Linked DNA regions of Ovis aries: region 1 is linked to region 2. The links are chromatin contacts, called in public Hi-C maps. All regions are on one chromosome and are shown on one strand. The core of a region is the stretch at or near the end of the contact, and the rest is flanking DNA. Distances in the headings are between cores, read along the strand shown. Region 1 holds the start of LOC121819231 (mitochondrial ribosome and complex I assembly factor AltMIEF1). Region 2 holds the start of SYNGR1 (synaptogyrin 1).

What was found. A called contact is a pair of places that touch in the nucleus more often than the background predicts.
Region 1: a Hi-C map of liver shows a contact between it and region 2, with 5 times the contacts expected there. The contact joins the promoter of LOC121819231 here to the promoter of SYNGR1 in region 2. A contact is called at or near these places in 3 of 16 Hi-C or Micro-C datasets (liver, muscle and tail adipose tissue).

Annotation. Positions count from the first base shown.
Region 1 is chr3:216,745,873-216,752,918 of ARS-UI_Ramb_v3.0, forward strand. It overlaps LOC121819231 (mitochondrial ribosome and complex I assembly factor AltMIEF1), which reads left to right and starts at 5,224. Exons shown (of 2, transcript XM_042247761.2): 1 at 5,224-5,299. It overlaps TRNAG-CCC (transfer RNA glycine (anticodon CCC)), which reads left to right and starts at 4,399; the gene lies at 4,399-4,471. It also overlaps a transcript of ATF4 not described here.
Region 2 is chr3:216,594,015-216,601,111 of ARS-UI_Ramb_v3.0, forward strand. It overlaps SYNGR1 (synaptogyrin 1), which reads left to right and starts at 5,845. Exons shown (of 4, transcript XM_042247754.1): 1 at 5,845-5,994. The coding sequence starts at 5,896.

The DNA of each region.
Region 1 (7,046 bases), core at 3,974-6,473, 150 kb after region 2:
CCTGAGGGCCAACACCTGGAATGCCCTTCCTGCAGGTCCTACTCAGGTCCTCTTATCAGACAGGCTCTCCAGCAACATTCCAGGTATAAAAGGAGCTCCTTTCTCTCCACCCTCATGCATTATTTTCCCCCCAATTCTTATCACTTCCTTTTACATCTGCCCCAGTGGGAAGATGAGGCCTTGATCTCGTCATCGGCCACTCGTGTGGCAGTGCAGGGCACCTTGTTGTTCATTCATTCAGTATGTCTGACTCTGTGCGACCCCATGGACTGCAGCACACCAGGCTTCCCTGTCCTTCACTATCTCCTGGAGCTTCCTCAGACTCATGTCCATTGAGTCAGTGATGCCATCCAACCATCTCATCTTCTGTTGCCCTTTCTCCTCCTGCCCTCAATCTTTCCCAGCATCAGGGTCTTTTCCAGTGAGTCAGCTCTTCGCGTGAGGTGGTCAAAGTACTAGAGCTTCAGTTTCAGCATTCGTCCTTCCAATGAATATTCAGGGTTGATTTTCTTTAGGATTGACAGAGACCCCAAGCAACAATTTGTGCAAGAATAATTGGATGGGTGGGCAACTGCTCTGTGGGTGCCCACCCCTTCCTGCTCAGTTCAGTTCAGTTCATTTCAGTCACTCAGTTGTGTCCGACTCTTTGCGACCCCATGAATCGCAGCACACCAGGCCTCCCTGTCCATCACCAACTCCTGGAGTTTACACAAACTCACGTCCATTGAGTCGGTGATGCCATCCAGCCATCTTATCCTCTGTCATCCCCTTCTCCTCCTGCCCCCAATCCCTCCCAGCATCAGAGTCTTTTCCAATGAGTCAACTCTTCGCATGAGGTGGCCAGAGTATTGGAGTTTCAGTTTCAGCATCAATCCTTCCAAAGAACACCCAGGACTGATCTCTTTTAGAATGGACTGGTTGGATCTTCTTGCAGTCCAAGGGACTCTCAAGAGTCTTCTCCAACACCACAGTTCAAAAGCATCAAGTCTTCAACACTCAGCTTTCTTCACAGTCCAACCCTCACATCCATACATGACCACTGGAAAAACCATAGCCTTGACTAGATAGACCTTTGCTGGCAAAGTAATGTCTCTGCTTTTCAATATGCTATCTAGGTTGGTCATAACTTTCCTTCCAAGGAGTAAGTGTCTTTTCATTTCATGGCTGCAATCACCATCTGTAGTGATTTTGGAGCCCCAAAAAATAAAGTGTGACACTGTTTCCACTGTTTCCCCATCTATTTCCCATGAAGTGATGGGACCAGATGCCATGATCTTCATTTTCTGAATGTTGAGCTTTAAGCCAACTTTTTCACTCTCCTCTTTCACTTTCATCAAGAGGCCCTTTAGCTCCTCTTCACTTTCTGCCATAAGGGTGGTGTCATCTGCATATCTGAGGTTATTAATATTTCTCCTGGCAATCTTGATTCCAGCTTGTGCTTCATCCAGCCCAGCATTTCTCATGATGTATTCTGCATAGAAGTTAAATAAGCAGGGTGACAATATACAGCCTTGACGTACTCCTTTTCCTATTTGGAACCAGTCTGTTGTTCCATGTCCAGTTCTAACTGTTGCTTCCTGACCTGCATACAGGTTTCTCAAGAAGCAGGTCAGGTGGTCTGGTATTCCCATCTCTTTCAGAATTTTCCACAGTTTATTGTGATCCACACAGTCAAAGGCTTTGGCATAGTCAATAAAGCAGAAATAGATGTTTTTCTGGAACTCTCTTGCTTTTTCGATGATCCAGTGGATGTTGGCAATTTGATCTCTGGTTCCTCTGCCTTTTCTAAAACCAGCTTGAACATCTGGAAGTTTACAGTTCACGTTTTGCTGAAGCCTGGCTTGGAGAATTTTGAGCATTACTTTACTAGTGTGAGAGATGAGTGCAATTGTGCGGTAGTTTGAGCATTCTTTGGCATTGCCTTTCTTTGGAATTGGAATGAAAACTGACATTTTCCAGTCCTGTGGCCACTGCTGAGTTTTCCAAACTTGCTGGCATATTGAGTGCAGCACTTTCACAGCATCATCTTTCAGGATTTGAAATAGCTCGACTGGAATTCCATCACCTCCACTAGCTTTGTTCATAGTGATGCTTTCTAAGGCTCACTTGACTTCACATTCCAGGATGTCTGGCTCTATGTGAATGATCACACCATCGTGATTATCTGGGTCGTGAAGATCTTTTTTGTATAGTTCTTCTGTGTATTCTTGCCACCTCTTCTTAATATCTTCTGCTTCTGTTAGGTCCATACCATTTCTGTCCTTTATCGAGCCCATCTTTGCATGAAATGTTCCCTTGGTATCTCTAATTTTTTTAAAGAGATCTCTAGTCTTTCCCATTCTGTTGTTTTCATGTATTTTCTTGGACTGATTGCTGAGGAAGGCTTTCTTATCTCTCCTTGCTATTCTCTGGAACTCTGCATTCTGATGCTTATATGTTTCCTTTTCTCCTTTGCTTTTCGCTTCTCTTCTTTTCACAGCTATTTGTAAGGCCTCCCCAGACAGCCATTTTGCTTTTTTGCATTTCTTTTCCATGGGGATGGTCTTGATCCCTGTCTCCTGTACAATGTCATGAACCTCCATCCATAGTTCATCAGGCACTCAGTCCCTTAAATCTATTTCTCATTTCCACTGTATAATCATAAGGGATTTGATTTAGGTCATACCTGAATGGTCTACTGGTTTCCCCTACTTTCTTCAATTTCAGTCTGAATTTGGCAATAAGGAGTTCATGATCTGAGCCACAGTCAGCTCCTGGTCTTGTTTTTGCTGACTGTATAGCGTTTCTCCATCTTTGGCTGCAAAGAATATAATCAATCTGATTTCGGTGTTGACCATCTGGTGATGTGCATGTGTAGAGTCTTCTCTTGTGTTGCTGGAAGAGGGTGTTTGCTATGACCAGTGTGTGCTCTTGGCAAAACTCTCTTAGCCTTTGCCCTGCTTCATTCCATACTCCAAGGCTAAATTTGCCTGTTACTCCAGGTGTTTCTTGACTTCCTACTTTTGCATTCCAGTCCCCTATAATGAAAAGGACATCTTTTGGGGGTGTTCTAAAAGGTCTTGTAGGTCTTCATAGAATCATTCAACTTCAGCTTCTTCAGTGTTACTGGTTGGGGCATAGGCTTGGGTTACCGTGATATTGAATGGTTTGCCTTGGAAATGAACAGAGATCATTCTGTTGTTTTTGAGATTGCATCCAAGTACTGCATTTGTTGACCATGATGGCTACTCCATTTCTTCTGAGGGATTCCTGCCCGCAGTAGTAGATATAATGGTCATCTGAGTTAAATTCACCATTCCAGTCCGTTTTAGTTTACTGATTCCTAGAATGTCTACGTTCACTCTTGCCCTGTCCTGTTTGACCACTTCTAATTAGCCTTGATTCATGAACCTAACATTCCAGGTTTCTATGCAGTATTGCTCTTTACAGCATCGGACCTTGCTTCTATCACCAGTCATATCCACAACTGGGTGTTGGTTTTGCTTTGGCCCCATCCCTTCATTCTTTCTGGAGTTATTTCTCCACTGATCTCCAGTAGCATATTGGGCACCCACCGACCTGGGGAGTTCCTCTTTCAGTATCCTATCATTTCTGCCTTTTCATACTGTTCATGGGGTTCTCAAGGCAAGAATACTGAAGTGGTTTGCCATTCCCTTCTCCAGTGGACCACATTCTGTCAGACCTCTCCACCATGACCCATCCGTCTTGAGTGGCCCCTCACGGCATGGCTTAGTTTCACTGAGTTAAGACAAGGCTGTGGTCCGTGTGATCAGATTGGCTAGTTTTCTGTGATTATGGTTTCAGTGTGTCTGCCCTCTGATGCCCTCTCCCAACACCTACCATCTTACTTGGGTTTCTCTTACCTTGGATGTGGGGTATCTCTTCACGGCTGCTCCAGCAAGGCACAGCTGCAGCTCCTTACCTTGGACGAAGTCGCCCCTCCTGACCTTGAATGTGGAGTAGCTCCTCTCAGCCCTCTTGCGCCCGCGCAGCCGCCGCTCCTTGGACGTGGCCTTGCTCCTCTTGGCTGCCGCCCCTGACCTGGACGTGGGTTAGCTCGTCTCGGCCGGTGCCCCTGACCTTGGACACCTTCCTGCTAGATGCCTTTTAATCCTCACAAAGGCTGAGAGGGGCTGAGAGGGGTTAGGAAAGTTGCCAGAGGGCAGGCTGCTCTCTTTAAAGTAGAGCTGAATTTGGAGCAGGTTGGGCCTGATTCCAAAGCCTACCTCTTCCCCTCCCCTTCTGAGATGCTGAGCTGGGAAAAAGGGGAAAGAGGGCTGACAGATTCCATAAGGACATGGCTCTTGCCCTCAAATCTGATGAGAGACTAAAAGTAATGGAGAAATTAAAAAGCAGTGCCTAGCAAATAACAGGAGCCAGTAAACATGTTTGTGGACTTCCCTGGTGGTCCAGCGGCTAAGATTCTGCACTCCCAATGCAGGGGGCCCAGGTTCCATTCCTGGTCAGGGAATTAGATCCTACAAGTCACAACTAAGAATTGGCATTCAGCAACAAATATCCTGAGCGCCCCAACTAAGACCCGGATTAGCCCCCCCCCTCCAAAAAAAAAAAAACACCCCAAACAACACATTTCCTTGAAGGAGTGAAGCCCTAACTGGGATGTGCAAACAGTTCTGTGGGACTCAAAGGAGACACCTAGGTGTGTTGGATAGGGGCGCGGAATGAGCTGGAGACTTCTAGAGGGGATGTTTGAGGAGGACCTTGGATGGTAGGTCTTTAACAGCGGTAACAGCACGGAAGGATAAAAAATGAGCAATCTGGAAGACCTTTAAAAGCCACGATAGGGAACATCGTTAGTGCTAAACCTCCCCAGGGACCCTCCACGGCTCCAGCCCGAGATCAGCAAACAGCGCTGGGGCATGACAGGTTACAGGGCTGACAGGAGGTTGGGGGACCAGCCCGCACAGCGGCTGATCCAGCCCACACAACGCTTTCCCCCTCTCCCCCACCGGGCCCTCTGGGCGGGGACCAAATGGCCTGGCCAGGCCCACCCTTGGGTGACGTCACGCATAGAGGCGGGACTCAGGACTGTGGGGCGGGGCCCCGAGAGGGGGCGGGGCCCGATGCGGCTCCTGGCCCCACCCTGAGAGAGGCCTAGGCAGGGGAGACCGGAAGTCCTCCAGCCACCGTCTGCCTCCCGGCTCCCTTCGGTTCCTCCTCTCAGGTCCGGGCGCAAGGTCGTGGCCCGGAAGTAAAGGGGCCATGTTGGTGGGTGACCCTAGAAGAGGTACCGGGCGAGAGGCGAATCTCGAGTAGAGGGAGTGCGCGCGGTCCTCAGGTGAGCGCGGGGAGGAGTGAAGGCCGGGGTTGGGGGTTCGCCACGCCCTCTTTTCAGGGTCGCTGTTTGGGTCCCTAGCCCGGCCGGGGCCCACACTATCGGCCTGGCCACCGGGGGTCTCTCCCCAGCCTGCCCTGGATTTTCCCCTGGAGGCCGCTCCGGGGCCTCTCCCCAACCTCCGGAGCTCTCCCGGTGCCCCAGAGCCGGCCTGCCCCAGCCTCAGGGTCTCTCTACCCCGGTTCGGTGCGATCCCCCCAGGTAGGGGGAGGACCTGGGGACCCTCCAGGGCCCACCCGCCCATTCGCCGGTCGACCTTGTAACAGCTCTTGCATGCCAGTCGCCTTCTACTTCGTAAAACACTTTTCTGTTGATTTCTGGATTCATCTGTCCCACTCAGGGAGACTTGGCGCCGAGGGGCGCTCTTCTGCAGTTGAGGGTAAAGGGACGAGGACGGTGGCTTGCTCACGCTCGCGCAGCAGGCTCGCAAGGCCGGAGGCTGACGGTAGCTGACTTTGGGCCCAAAGTCCAGACCGTTTTACCAGTCAGATACCTTTCCCATTCAGTCTCATATATTTATTTCAGAAAGAGGGGTGATCATTTTTTCCACACAGGGACATTGTGAGCGTCCTTTGTTAAGTTTATTTTTTGAGCCCTGGGTATGTGCCAGGCGCTGAACTGGGAAAGTTTGTACAGCACCTTAGAAGTGCTGTATGCATGGGCAGATCCCAGCAAACGGTAGTTTTCATTCCACAGGCAGGCAGAGTCGGGGTCGGAAGTGCACCCCCCTTTACAGCCCTGCTTGTTGGTGAGTTACTTCTCTCTGGGAGCATCAGTTTCCTCTGCTTAAAATGGAGATACTGGTGACACTAGAATTGTTGATGGAATGAGATGTCACGTGGGACCTGCTTGGCCAGTGTGTGCTATAACAGTAAACAATCAATAAACATTAACCATTGTTGTTATGAACCCTGTCCACTTCATAAGTTCCTCAGTTTAAATGTGATAATGGATGACAAAGCACTTTACAAATGATAACACTCCTTGGTTCTGTAAGGGTTTATTGTTACTGAAGGCAGATGATGGTGGTTTATGTGTAACTAAATCTGATACTTATTGAGCACTTACACACAAGGGGAGGTAGCATTAATCATAGCTGCCACGATATGGCTTGGCATATGCTGAGTGCTATTCTAACCACTTTTAATCCTCATACTAACCATATGGAAAATACAGTTTTAATCCTCATTTTACAAATGAGGAACTAAGGTAAGCCCAGAGAGGTTAAGAAACTTGCCCAGGGTAATCAGCTTACTAAGTGTTGGTGCTAGGATTCAAGTATGACTGAGGCCCCTTGTGGTGAAGTTACATTATGTGTGCTTCTTCCCTGGTGGCTCAGATGGTAAAGAATCTGCCTGCAGTGCAGGAGACCGGGGTTCAACCCTTGGGTCGGGAAGATCTGCTGGAGGAAGAAATGGCAACCCCCTGCAGTTGCCTAGAGAAGCTAGGCTCCAGAGGAGCCTGGTGGGCTCCAGTCCATGGGATCACAAAGAGATGGACATGACTGAGCAACTAATATTTTCACTTTCTTTCACTTTACATGCGATATCTCAGGCAAGTTTCAAAATAATCCTGTGGGGTAAGTACTATTAGCATAAAAGTACATAGCGGTATATAAATGTAGATAGCATTATTTCTATTTTACAAGCGAGGAAACTGATGCTCAAAGAGGTTATGTACTTTGCCCAAA
Region 2 (7,097 bases), core at 4,595-7,094:
TTTAATCACTCTGACCAGCTTCATCACTAATTCATTCCTCAGATGCATTCATGCTATTTTCTCCACCTATTGTGTTCTTTTTGTCAATGTTTATATTTCTCATTCAATACTTCAAAGGAGTTCCCTGGCAGCCTAGTGGTTAGGATTCTGGGCTTTCACTACTGTGCCCTGGGTTCAATCCCTGGTTGGGGAACTGAGATCCTGCAAGCCGAGTGGCCAAAAGACACAAAGGTTCTATTTGATTCACTTTATTTTTTTTTGGCTGTGCCAGATCTTAGTTAGGGCATGCGAGATATAGTTCTCTGACCACGAATGGAACCCAGGCCCCCTGCATTGGAAGTGTGGAGTCTTAGCCACAGGACCACCAGGGAAATCCCACCACCCTACCCCAGCCCCGCCTCCACCACCTGAGCAGCCTGTGTTTCTACTCTGTGGTATTCAGCTGGTACACGAGTCAGTCTGGAGGGTTCAGGACAGTGGTGTTGGTGGCTGGGAAAGTGCTGAGTCCTAACCACTGGACCACCAGGGAATTCCCTCAGCTGGGATTCTTGACCCAAGTGTGAACATGATGTCTCAGTGGTATCAACACTGACTCCTTACATGACAGCTCAGGGCTGAGTGTTCCCAGAAGGGGAATGTGAAAGCTGTTTTTTTTCCCTTAAGTCCTGGGCCAGGAAATGGCACGATGTCATCCTATTGATCAACGAATCTCAAACCTGCCCATGTTCAAGGGAAGGCGAACTGGACTCCACTTCTCTGTAGGAGGAGTATCAGAGAGACCATTCTTCAGTGGCCTGGTGCCCAGTGGTGTTACATATATACGGAACAAATGACTCTGAGTGTGCAACCGAGGCCTGGAGCTAACTATATCTGTGTGCGCCTCCTACCTTCCCTCCTTGGGAAAAGAAAGGGATTGCTATATCAAAAGCCATCAGTTTTTTTTTTTTTAAATAAACTTTTTATTTTGTACTGGAGTATAGCCGATTAACAATGTTGTGATACTTTCAGGTAGACAGTGAAGGGACTCAGTCATACGTATATATGTATCCATTCTCCCCTAAACTCCCCTCCCATTCAGGCTGCTATATAACATTGAGCAGAGTTCCCTGTGATATACAGTAGGTCCTTGTTGGTCATCCATTTGAAATATAGCATTGTGTACATGTCCATCCCAAACTCCCTATCTCTTCCCTCCATTCTCCACACCCCTCTCACCCTGCAACCTCAACCATAGGTTCCTTCTCTAAGTCTGTGAGTCTGTTTTGTAAATAAAAGGCACATTTTTTAAAAAAATTCAGTTGAAAGACACTGCCAAACAGCTCCCCAGAAAGGTATCTTTGGCAAATTTTTAATATTATCATTAGGCTTTGGTTCATCCACTCAAATACAATGAATGCATTTTTTGCCCAGGCAACTCCACATTCAGAGAAAACAGACCTAACACCTACAATACTAAAGTAGCCTCCAGGGGGCAGGAGAGAAGGAGCAAAAGCAGGTTACAGCTCGGTCTGGGCTGGGAACTGGAATGTCCGGACAGAATAAGGCAGCTAGCTCTAGGTTTGCAAAAGCTTGACCTACAAAGGACAACCTGACTTCCTCCTTCGGCTTTGCTGCTAATGCAGAACACATAAATACAGACAGTAGAAGAGGAAGCTGTTCCTCTGACCTGCAACGATAGGTAAAAAGGAGAGATTCCTAGGTAAGTCAGGAGGCCACCCCCGTGTAGGGCTTTGTTTAAGAAAATACCTACCTACCCTGTCGTACACACCTACCTTGAAGACCAACGGGGCTGGGAGGCTAAAAGCCTTTGTGTCAGGCACTATTCCAAGCACATTTTGTGCATTCTCTCATTTAATCCTGGCGGTAATCCTCAGGGATAGGCACTAAGCTTATTTCCAGTTTTCAGATGAGCAAACAGGCACAGAGAGTTGAAGCTATTTGTCCAAGGTCACACAGTGAGTGGAGGAGGGTTGGGGGAGCCAGGATGCCCACCCAAGAATATCTCAGTCTGAAGTTCAGGTTCCTAAATACTACCCTTTCTGAGATTTTTTTCATTAGTGTGATCAGACTTTACAGCTGGAAGGGCTAGAGACAGTCTCTAAACTCTTCACACTTATGGCCCTATGCCTAGCAACAAGCCTAATGCAAGGTGGGCTTCAAATAAATATTTATTGAATAAATAAATAAATGAGCATGGCTCACTGATCTGAATATTATTCATGGATTCAGACCATCAACCTTGCTCACTTTTCTCTCCATAAAAAAATATAGGAATAACTTAAACAAATTGAAAATCACCCTTTTTATGGACATTTTTGCAAAATTTGACAAACATATATGGTCAATTGTGTAACCATCACCCCAGACAAGATATAGAATGATTCCATCATCCCCCCAAATTTCCCTGTGCTTCTTAGTAGTAAACCCTACACACACACACACACACACACACACACACGCACACACCCTCACCCCCAGCCCCTGTCAACCACTGGTCTTTTTTTTTGTTCCTATAGTTTTGCGTTACCAAGAATGTCACATGAAGGAAGTCACACAGCCTGTAGTCTCTTGTGTTTGAGTGTATTAATTGTTCATTCCTCTTGATTCCTGAGTAATATTTCATTGTATGAATGTTCCACAATTTGTTTATACAATCTACAGTTAAGGAGCATTTGGGTCATTTCTGGGTTTCAGCTATTCCCAGTGGAATTTCCATAAACATTCCTGTGCAGGGTTTTGTGTGAACATAGCTTCTCATTCCTCTAGGATCAATATCTAGGAGAGGAATTGCAAGGTCATATGGCAAATGTGTAGTTAATTATATAAGAAGCTGCTATAAGTGGCTGCACTATTTTGTATTTCCACCAGCAATGTACAAATGTTCCAGTTGTTCTAAATCCTCATTAGCACTCAAAATTGTCAAATTTTAAAAATGTTAGCTATTTCAATAGGTGTGTGAAATTACAGTATCTCATTCTGGTTTTAATTTGCATTTCCCTAATGACTAATGATGTTGAGCATCTTTTCGTGTACTTATTTGCCATCTGCATATCTTTGGTGAAGTGCGTCTGTTAAAATCTTTTGCCCATTTTTTTTTAAAGGATTGTTTTCTTACGATTGACTTTTTAAAGTCCTTTATATATTTAGGACACAAATGCTTTGTCATAAATATGCTTTGCAAATATTTTCTCCCAGACTGTGGTTTGCCTTTTCAGTCATTCTTTGAACAAGGTCTTTTGATGAGTGTTCTGAATTTTGATGACATCTAACCCATCGATTGTTTTCTTTTATGGATCATGCATTAGGTAATACATCTAAGAACTCTTCGACTAACCCAAAGTCACAAAAAAATTTGTTTTCTCTTAGAAGTTTCATACAACCATAGAATACAATTGCTGTATCAAATGAGATAACATAAGCAAAGCCCTTAGCTCTCGGCCTGCTGCAGAGTTAACATAAGAATCAATAAACAGAGTCTAAGGTGGATATTTGTGTATGGAATGTTTATAAGAGGTGCCCTCACACCCAGCACATTTCCTCTGCACAGATCTGGTGTCCTGTCATCACAGAATTCAAGATATTCTGTCATCACCGGGGCAACAAAGGCCCCTGCAGATAGATACCTTTATCCAACCACCTCCTGGAACCAGTGGGGACACGGAGGCCCTGGGGACTACGAGTCATCCTGAGAGCCAGACTTGGAAGCCATCATCCTCACTGCAGTGAACAGTCTTCCATCCAGCCTCTGTTTCCATGATACCTGGAGCTCTAGGCCAAGCAGTGACAGGGTGATGGGGACTAGGGTCTGTTTACTGAGCACCTACTGTCACAACAGACTGTGGAAAATTCTTAAAGAGATGGGAATACTAGACCACCTTACCTGACTCCTGAGAAATCTGTATGCAGGTCAAGAAGTAAGAGTTAGAACTGGACATGGAACAACAGACTGGTTCCAAATCAGGAAAGGAGTACGTCAAGGCTGTATATTGTCACCCTGCTTATTTAACTTATATGCACAGTACATCATGCAAAATGCCAGGCTGGAGGAAGCACAAGCTGAACTCAAGATTGCCAGGAGAAATATCAATAACCTCAGATACGCAGATGATACCACCCTTATGGCAGAAAGCGAAGAACAACCAAAGAGTCTCTTGATAGTGAGAGAGGAGAGTGAAAAAGTTGGCTTAAAGCTCAACATTCAGAAAACGAAGATCATGGCATCCGGTCCCATCACTTCATGGCAAATAGATGGGGAAACAATGGAAACAGTGACAGACCTTAATTTCTTGGGCTTCAAAATCACTGCAGATGGTGACTGCAGCCATGAGGTTAAAAGATGCTTGCTCCTTGGAAAAAAAGCTATGACCAACCTAGACAGCATATTAAAAAGCAGAGACATTACTTTGCCAACAAAGGTCCATCTAGTCAAAACTATGGTTTTTCCAGTGGTCATGTATGAATATGAGAGTTGGACTATAAAGAAAGCTGACCACTGAAGAATTGATGCTTTTGAACTGTGGTGTTGGAGAAGCCTCTTGAGAGTCCTTTGGACTGCAAGGAGATCCAACCAGTCCATCCTAAAGGAAATCAGTCCTGAATGTTCATTGGAAGGACTGATGCTGAAGCTGAAACTCCAATATTTGGCCACCTGATGCGAAGAACTGACTCCTTGGTAAAGACCCTGATGCTGGGAAAGATTGAGGGCAGGAGGAGAAGGGGACGACAGAGGATGAGATGGCTGGATGGCATCACCTATGCGATGGACAAGAGTTTGAACAGGCTCTAGGAGTTGGTGATGGACAGGGAGGCCTGGTGTGCTGCAGTCCATGGGGTCGCAAAGAGTCAGACAGGACTGAGTGACTGAACTGTGTGCCAGGCCCTTGGTTACAGCAGTGAACAAAGTAGACAAAATCCACACACTAGCAGAGGAAGACGATGAACAAATAATACTAATTACTGGAAGCACAGTATGATGGTGGGCTGGCATTCCTGCATGCCCAGTTCTGTCCCACACTTTGCAACCCCATGGGCTGTAGACCGCCAGGCTCCTGCGTCCATGGAATTTCCCCCGAAAGAATACTGGCGCGAGTTACCTTTCCTCCTCTAGAGGATCTTCCTGGCCCAAGGATTGAACCATCATCTCCTGAAATGCCAGGCAGATAATTTACCACTGAGCTACCTGGGAAGCCTGCTGGTAGGGTGGGGGTAGGCAGGACCTCTCCCAAAGAATTTATTGTCCTTCTTCCGCCTTTGTTTCTGAGCCAAGTATCGCTGACCCCTCCAGGCTGGGAGTGGAGGACACATAGGATTTGAGCAGTGAGCGTAAAAGCAAGGTGGAAGGCTAGGAGGTTGGGCAGGGGGTGGGGAGCTGTGCTTCAGAAGGCTCTCGAGAGAAAGGTTATTCATTCACGGTTCATTCATTCGAAAAGTCTTCCTGCGGCACCTCCTGTGTCCCAAGCACCCCATAAAGAGGACAAAGGCGGTCCCTCCTCGCTCATTATATTGGGGGCAAGACAGATCGCCAGGAAACCAGCAAACAAGTAAGGAAGGTGGTTTCATCCCAGAGCCGCGTAGGCTCGGAGGGGGCAGTGATGGTCGCAGGGCGGCCCGGTCCTGGGGGGCGGCGACAAGCCCTGCATTTGCTGCACACACACACCCCCTCCTCGTCCCCCCGCCCCCTCTACTTAGCAAAGAGGTCACCAAGCCGGCGACGAGCGCGCCCTCCGCCCGGACCGCAGAACCCGCGCCCGCCCGGCTCCCTCCGCGCACAGCGCCCCCTCGCGGGAGCCCTCGACCACGCGGGTGGCGCGAGCCGGGGAGGGGGCGGGGGCGCCGCGCACGCGCACGGGCCGGCGGCGCGCGCCGAACGGGGGGCACCGCGCGGGTGCAGCCACGATGGAAGGGGGTGCGTACGGAGCTGGCAAAGCCGGGGGCGCCTTCGACCCCTACACCCTGGTCCGGCAGCCTCACACCATCCTGCGCGTCGTTTCCTGGGTAAGGACGGCCGGGTGGCCCGGCCGGACTCGGGGTGGGGAGCCGGGGTGGGAGGTGCGGGCAAGGGCCGAGCGCCGGGACGGACGCCAACTACCCCCGGGGCACCGGGGGACCCGGGCGCGGCCGCTGGTGGGGAGCCGTCCGCCCGGGGTTCTGACGCCCGCCCCTCTTTCCTTCCCGAGCCCCCGGACAGGGGTGCCCAGCGCTCGCGGAGGCTTTCCTGCTCCCCCACCCCTGGCTTCCCGGTGACCCTACTACTTGCTCTCCCCCGCGTCGCGGTGACCTCCAGGCCGCGACCAGCCACCTCACGGCTCGGGCTGCGTGCGGCCGCTTGGGCGGACTGGCGACCGTGGGGACCAAACCCTGGTTTCAGGTGGCTTTTTTTTTTTTTTTGAGGGGGGGTGTGTGTCGGTGAATCACCAGGTGGCCTTGTTTTTGAGAGTGGGGGGGTGAATCAGGGCGTGGATCGTCTCGTGGGGGTGCACGCGCGCTTGCCATGGACGTTCAAGGAGGAGAGGGCAGGAAACCGGGCTTTTGTGGCTTAACCTGGACAGTGTGGAGCGACGCGGCGGGAGCCGGATTCCTGGCTTCCACTGGGAACTGCCTTTCCCGCAGCGTGACCTTGGGCTGGAAGCCACTGGAGAAATGTTCCTGGGAAACAAGTAGTTAAATTCTGAGATGGGCAGCGTCACCTCCTCTGGCTTGCCTCAGTTTCCCTATTTGTGGCCAGATGGGAGGAGCCTCCTTGAGACCTCCTTGGGCTGGGGACAAGCCCTGAACACACCTGGATGCCCCAGCAGTGGGGCGTGGGAGCCGGAGAAAGGACCCCTGCCCACAGAGAAGGGCAGAGAGGCCCGAACTTGACCTCCAGCCTGGTGAGGGCAGAATACCCCAGTGCAGAGAGCTGAGTGGGGGGGTCCCTGTTCAAAGCTGGGGTTGAGGAGAGGATGGGACAGAACCAGCACACGGCGAAGGGTTCACATGGCCTGGGAGGCACCCCCAGGGAAGGGAGGCCTGCCCCTCTCTGGAAAGGGGTATCTGGGGCTCCCTCGGGTTGCCCAGGCCCACTCACTAGAGGGTCTTGCCTCTGCAGGCCTGGGGCC